2 separate regions of the Mus musculus genome follow, and region 2 is linked to region 1. A link is a contact called in public HiChIP or PLAC-seq data. All regions are on one chromosome and are shown on one strand. Each heading gives the region's core, a stretch centred on a gene start, on an enhancer-like site or on the middle of the called end of the contact. The rest is flanking DNA. Distances are from core to core; before and after follow the strand shown. Region 1 has its middle 89 kb from the start of Alkal1. Region 2 overlaps Pcmtd1 (protein-L-isoaspartate (D-aspartate) O-methyltransferase domain containing 1).

Region 1 (3,607 bases), core at 728-3,227:
TTAGCAAGTTTCAAGCCAATAAAATCCCTTTCTCAAAAGAGCATTGGGGTGGCACCTGGTGAACTCCTGGGATTGTCCTCTGGCTTCCACGTGCACCTGCACACACTCACATGCGCGCGCGCACACACACACACACACACACACACACACACACACATTATAAACAAACTTTAGAACAAAGATTTCTGGGTGAATTCAAAAGATCTCATTAAAAATTCTTTTAAAATGCTTTTCTTTTTAATTGAATATTCTCTCCTTAGAAAGTTGACAAATTTAAATAATTTTAGAAAGGTGTCAAATCACCTCTGTCATTTTTAGTTGACACAGAGATTAGACACCTAAACTTTTAAGCAACCAATTAAATGTTGGTGTTTCTAGGAGTAATTTAATTCAGGGAGATGAAGAGTCAGAGTCTCAGTCACAAAGCCTAGGCCAGCCTGGGGCTTTCAGTCCTGCTGCCTCTACTTTCAGAGTGCCACAATTAAAAGTGTGTACAAGCATACCCAGCAAAAGGCATTTCACTAACAACACTTTTCTAGGTAATTATTCTACAGTCATGAACTAATACTACCAGCTTGTGTTCGTGCCTGTTATCAAAATAAACTAGGTTTCAAATAGAATTAGATTCTAATAACATCTCTAAAGATTGCATTTTTTAGGATTTTTCTTTAAAATGAAGATAAGTGTCTAACCAAAATTGATTCAAAGCTAATTTTAATCACAAAATAGAAACAGTCTTGCTTTTCATTTGGCTAGTACTGCCACTGCCTCCTCCACTCAACTTATGGATGAGTAAACTAACAAGATGACTGATGCATGGTATGGTAAAGTTTTATGTTAGGTGTGAGAACAGCCACATCTGGAAGAGTCCACAGTGGAGAGAGTAAGAGTTGGACCGAATGTGACCAGCACACTAGACGTGGCCAGGGTTATCTCCTAGAGGGGAGGGGGGAGTAGATAGAGTAGAGAGAAAGCACAGCAAGAAGAGCAGGAGCAAGAGCCTAGAGAGGAGCCAGGTTAGAAGGATGAGGCGCTGTGAGGAAGGAAGCCTGTGACCTGAAGGGGTTTGGCCTCAGGAGAGAAGGTGAGGCCTAAGATGCTATCTATGGATTTGAAATGCTAATTGGAGAGCCATTATATCCTTTTCACCAAAGGTAAAGAAAATAACTCCTTTTAGACAGCAGAACCCAATTTACAAGTTCCTGAGGCACACTGGCTTTTGCCTGCCCTTTTGTATTGTTTGTACCTGACAATGGAGCCACAAGGACTCCAATGACATAGGCTCTACAGGGGGACCCACAAGGTCTGGTTCTCATTCTTTCACCTGTGTGTTATTCCTGGGAAAAGCACATTCAATTTGCCACACAAAGCACAGAAAACAATTATTTACATGTTTAATTGTCCTTGTATTGGTTTGTAAATTTATGGGTAAGTAAGATTTTAAACAGGTTTGGACTAGAAGTACAACTGAGGTGCAGAGCTGGCATGAGGTTAGAGTCTCCCCATGAGCAAGGCAGGTAGGGAAGAGATGCAACAAAAAGGCTTTTCCTAGTATTTTTAAGTTGTACAACAATCTAAAATTTGAATAAGCCAACCAAAACCAATGAAATATTTGAGCAAAAAATATTTTAAAACTAATCATGAAATCCTAGCTTTGCTCTTTAATAAGCCTGCTCAACGTAAACCCTATAGACTTCTCTTTACCTTTGAGTTGTAAATTAGCTATTTCTTTTAAAGATAAAATTGAAAAGAGAGGAGGGGTTGCAAGGGGTTGGAAGAAAGCAAGGTTTCTTGTTTCTCTAGAAGCAGCTGAACACTTACTCATTTTCCTATGAAGCCACTACACTACAGAACAAAGGAAAACTTTAGGGTAGACAGATGGCTTCATTTGCTTAGGTAAAATTCAGCTCTGAAGAGCCTGCAGACAGTAAAGCCACATTGTCTAAGGAGATTGCGAGGCACTGCTGGAGCATGTTGCCTAAAGGGACATCAGGAGCACTTCTATACCCTGAACAGGCCCACCTACTCCAGGCACCAGCCTGTCTAAAGTCATCTCTCAGAACAAAAGGGACTGACCGCTGACCAGTATACCCAGAGCAAGGTCACATAACTGGAGTACATAAGCTTTTTATTGATGAAAACCTGAAAATTCTGCCTTGTAAACATAGTTTAGTGTTTCCTCATCTCCTGGGTCTCTTTGATAACAAGCTTGTCATTGTCTTTCAAGGAGGGGCTTTTGCTGCCTTGGAGCTTTTTAATTACTCAGACTGAGGGCACCTGGTCACAATTTTCACAGTAAGTGAGATGAGGCTTTGTAAAGAGCTGACTCCTGGACTGCATTCAGGACTGAAACAAAAGATGAATTATTCACACCTGCAGCGGTTGTATATCCAACAAAACTTCAGACATTTCCTGGAGAAGACACAATCCCCTCCTTTCAGCCCTGCCTTCCTTGCACCGAGGTTCAGGGGGTGCAAGAACTTGACATTTAACAAACTTCTCCCTTTCCCAATACCCATGTCTTTGATTGAATTTTTAATCGATATGTATTATTTAATTGAGGATAATTATTTGTATGGCAGCTATTCCCTTTTCTAAACACAGCTACATCTAATGGGAAAAACAATACCCAATCTAGTTTCACACATCTTTATTTGCAAGTTTAGACTGTGATCACAGTCAGAACCAAAAATGGGTCAGAAAGTTCCACCTCACAATGCAAGCAAGTTGCATCTGTAGAGAGAGGAAAGGCAGTGACACAAAATAGTGAGGCAGAGTCTGCTCTGATGGCTGGTGCAAGTCTAACTTGATTATGGATTGTAAGGAGGGTTCCTTGTGTCTGCCTGACACTTGTTTGGTCATTACGACAGTATTCTTCACACATCAAATAAGGTTACACATGAAAACTAGAAGATTCTGGGCAGATGTCATACAGACCCTAAGAGAACACAAATGCCAGTCCAGGCTACTATACCCAGCAAAACTCTCAATCACCATAGATGGAGAAAGCAAGATATTCCATGACAAAACCAAATTTATACAATATCTTTCCACAAATCCAGCCCTACAAAGGATAATAGATAGCAAACACCAACACAAAAAGGGAAACTACACTCTAGAAAAAGCAAGAAAGTAATCTTTTAACAAACCTATGCAAACATAATTCCACCTCTAACAAGAAAATTAACAGGAAGTAATAATCACAATATCCTACTGCGTGTGGATCAAGATGTGGAACTCTCCACTCCTTCTCCAGCAACACATCTGCCTCAATACTGCTTTGTCTCCTGCCATGGCAATAATGGACTAAACCTCTGAAACTGTAAGCCAGCCCCAAATATTTTTTTTCATTTATGAGAATTGCCTTGGTCATGGTGTCTCTTCACAGGGATAGACGTCCAAATTAAGACAGTAAGACAAACAGCAGAATCACTGAAAGCGAGAACTCTGGGCTTCTTGAAATGCCTACTTGGTAGTTGGATAGGTTGGAGAGTATCTTCCAGGCAGCTTGTTTGCTCTGTTTTTTTCTTAAAATCTTTATTGGTTATATAGGAAGAGAGAAATAGGAAATAAAAGGACAGCCTAGACTGCTTTAATCTACATCTTT
Region 2 (3,607 bases), core at 536-3,035, 680 kb before region 1:
CTCCCCCTCCCTGCCTTCAGGAGAGAATTCCTTTTAGCTGTAAGAGCACCTTTGCAGATGTTGTTCTAAATAAAGTTTAAATTCTAAGTTATAAAAAAGGTCAATGGGGCTGTAGAATTTATAAAGGCATTACAATCTGGCTTGCCTACTTCATATAAAGTTATTATAGATTTAATAGTTTGTTTTTTCCTTTACATTATGATATTTGTAAAGAGTTTTGCTTCTAGTGAGCTGTAATCAAGAAGCTAAGAGTTTGAATCTTTCAGTGTATATTGTTTCCTAAGTGGAAAGTATTTTATTAGCTAATGCCTCTCAAGGGCGAGGCCGAGGTGGCATTCACCTTATAGCACAGTTTAAGCATCCTATTAAGCCACTGTGGTGTTAACAAAGAATTATAAGATAAATTCATATAGTTTGGGATAACTATAACAAAAAATGTGTCTTAAAAACCTGACTAAGTGTCTGTTTCTTGTTCCAAACAGCAATTAATTTGGTTATTACAGAATATTAATATTTGATCTATTGCATACCTTCATTTTAAATAATAATAGATAAGCTAAAAAATTGTTTTATGCATGCTTTTGTATCTTCTATAAATTCATGTATGCATGCATGCATCCCAATTTTTGTGTTTAAAAACAACCCCTCTATGGGAAATAAGCAGAGGTGAATCTGATCACATGCTTATTCTTTTGAGCTTCCCCCTGCTTCAGCACAGATAATTAAGTTGTGTGCTGTGTATGGTGTTTTAAAATGCTGAACAATCAACCTTAATTTGTATATTAATAGTCAATATTATATCTCAGAGCTCACAATTGCTTAAGATTGTTCGTCCCTCAGATGCTATTAATTCTCAAATTTGCAATTGCTTATACACATACAAATGCTTTTTTTTTTTAAAAAGTCCTTTCAAAAAGGCTGTTTTTAGACATTTAATAAATTGTTCTAGATTGCCTGGACATTTTAAAGCAATGCCATGCTAGATTTATATCTCAGGCAGTCTATAGGTCCTACGTATAAGATAGATTGGATATATAATCTCGTTCTTTATATATTCAAAATGTTATGGTTTAAGATAATATTTTAGTATTCTTAGAAATTGTGCATGTCAACTTCTTTGCTCTTGGTGTCCTCAGATTCTATCTGTTTCCACATAATTGTGTTACTTCTTGAGGACTCATACTTAATAAATTGCTGCAAATGAATGCTCTTATTTCTGAATAAATTAGATACATGTGACTATTAATAACTTTTCAAGCTTTCTAGTTACAAACGTTCTTTAAGAGAAACAACTCAAAGTGCAATTAGTCACTGCCCATGTTACATTAATACTGACTATAACAGTCAAGTATTTGAGATGTTTTGTCAACAAATTATTAATTCTCAAGACAAGGTATTGTAGAACTTTAAAACTGCCTTCTTAAAAAACAAAGAAGGGGAAAATTATATCCCCGTGCATATTATTTAGTGCATTCCCATGCACATTATTTAAATCATACTTTTAAATTTTAGAATTTTGAAATTTGGATGTCTAAGAATTTAATAAATGCCTTATAGTATCTTAAAAGGATCTACTTATTGGCATATGGCTTGATCCTGAACAGCTGCCTTATTAGGAAAGGGAAAAGCATAGGTTCTCTCCACAGAAGCTGCAGAAGTATGATGGCTAATTCGTGTGACAAGCTGGCAGGTGAGTTTGCTCAGTTCCCTGACTGTAGTGACTGTAGTGACTAGGAAGCTGAATTGGGTACATGCTTTCAACCCATCCTTGCTTGCCATTTTTCCAGTTTAGACAAGTGAAGCTGCCTTGCTTCAAGCTTTTAACCTTAAGGTAAAAAGCACATCAGATACTGTGTAATCTGACTTAGCAAGATCAGTGATTCTTCTCTTTCCCTCATGTGACGGGTTATTCTAATTCAATCTTGGACTGGTCTAGTAATAATTGTAGCATTAGAGTATCGCAGAGAAGATAGCAAAATATTCTTAATTACTTACAAAGTTAAATTAGAGCACAGCCTCCTCTCCCAGAAAGATTGCAGCCTTTCTGAGATTCTCAAGGTCACCGCCCCCACACCTGGAGCTCTAAGTCTAAGCTTGATAGTTGCTAATTTGCAATTGAATGGAGTACCTGGACTTCCCCAAAAGAAGCTTTTGTACTGTTGCCTTTCACTGTCTGGACTTGTTTTTTCAAGCAGGTCAGTCAACGCCCTTCAGCCTGACTCAACAGGTGTGCATCTCTGCCTCCAAGCAAGTAGCATTCTAGTACACATTGTGGCTTTTGGTCTGATTTGGAATGAAGGTTTGCTATGAGGGCCGGGCAGTCTAAGACAGGAACCCAGATCTCAAAATCATATTAATGTAGACAGAGGTACATGCCAAGAGGCCGTGGTTTATTGATAGTACACCACAGAGCCATGTAAAGATTTGGAGGCAAAGGTTAATGTCTTAGAAGTAGTAGTCTTAACAATAGAGCAGGACATAGCATATATTAAAGCTAAAAAGGCAAAATTTTCAGATATTAGCAATAGTCACTTGGACACTTGGAACATTGATGAATTGGCCAGAGATTTAAAGATAACCTAAGTGCACTGAATCCCCTGGATTGGGTTCAATATATTATCCTAATTGCTATTATTATCGCCATTATTTTATTAGTAAATCATTGTGTTTCCACCCATCTTCAGAGCACCTCTGAGATCTATAGCTACGACAAGGCGGGATATTCCGGAACTTCGGCAGAAATATAAAAATGAGACAGAATGCTATGCACACTCCAGTGAAGTTTGCTTGGCAGGCCTCGAGGCCTGAGAGCACTCACAAGGAAAAGAGTTTCACGGAAACTCACGTCCTGGAACTTTGGCGTTCTCATAACCTGTACATTCTTACCCTATCCCCGTGTTAGTCTGATGTATGGATCCACATGCTCTCTTTTAGTATTATCTTATTATAAGTGCCTTTTAAGATTGAATTCTGATATAGTTTAGCCTTCGCCAGTGTTCCAATGTCCTAGAAAGATCTAGCAGCCGACACTTGGAATTCAGTAGGAATTCAGCAAGGAAGTTTCCAATTCAGTAATTAATTAAGCATTACAAAAGACGGAGCCAACAGCTCAGGGCTGGTCTGCAAAATGTTTACTAGGACAGTAAGGACAGTCTTAATCAAACAAGGGTTTACTATGAGAAAAGTTAGGGAATCCCACTGAGACAGGTTTCTTCACTAGGGCCAAAGAAATCAGGCAGAACTATAGAGCATAAATAAGTTTTACGCCTCAGTCCAGCCTTTCTTTTTTATATTAATAACAGGGAGGAGATGTAGCCTCCCACAAGTCTGAAGCAGGCTGAACCAGACCTTGACTTTGCTTACCACTAAGGAGATCACCTAGGGTGGAGCTGCCTCCCTGGATCACTCTATTGTTCTGCCACTGACACAGCTGCGACCTGCTGGGAGTCGGCCTAGCTGTTCCGGAGACTACGCATGGTCACCTGCAGCTGGGCTCCAAGGATGATTTGGCGGGAATGGGCTTCCCCCTCTCTTTTATGAAGTGTGTCTGCCATTAAAAATTTGAACCTTGAGCAGACTAGTTTGTCTTGGTTCCATTATTTCTCTA

The links. HiChIP or PLAC-seq counts read pairs in DNA pulled down with a chosen protein or histone mark.
Region 2: an H3K27ac HiChIP or PLAC-seq map of embryonic stem cells shows a contact between it and region 1, with 4 times the contacts expected there. The contact joins two enhancer-like sites. A contact is called at or near these places in 4 of 115 datasets of contacts at active chromatin or transcription factors (embryonic stem cells and pancreatic cancer cells) and 1 of 9 other capture datasets (embryonic stem cells).

The regions. Positions count from the first base shown.
Region 1 is chr1:6,446,636-6,450,242 of GRCm38.p6, reverse strand. No RefSeq gene overlaps it. Among named protein-coding and RNA genes, the nearest start is that of Alkal1, 89 kb to the right of the region's middle. Within about 2 kb of position 1,977, at least 8 of the 459 cell types and tissues checked have an H3K27ac peak or open chromatin away from gene starts, as enhancers often do. A contact at or near this core is called in embryonic stem cells, where this site is marked.
Region 2 is chr1:7,124,724-7,128,330 of GRCm38.p6, reverse strand. The region is part of intron 2 of Pcmtd1 (protein-L-isoaspartate (D-aspartate) O-methyltransferase domain containing 1); the gene reads right to left. Among named protein-coding and RNA genes, the nearest start is that of Pcmtd1, 38 kb to the right of the region's middle. Within about 2 kb of position 1,785, at least 17 of the 459 cell types and tissues checked have an H3K27ac peak or open chromatin away from gene starts, as enhancers often do. A contact at or near this core is called in embryonic stem cells, where this site is marked.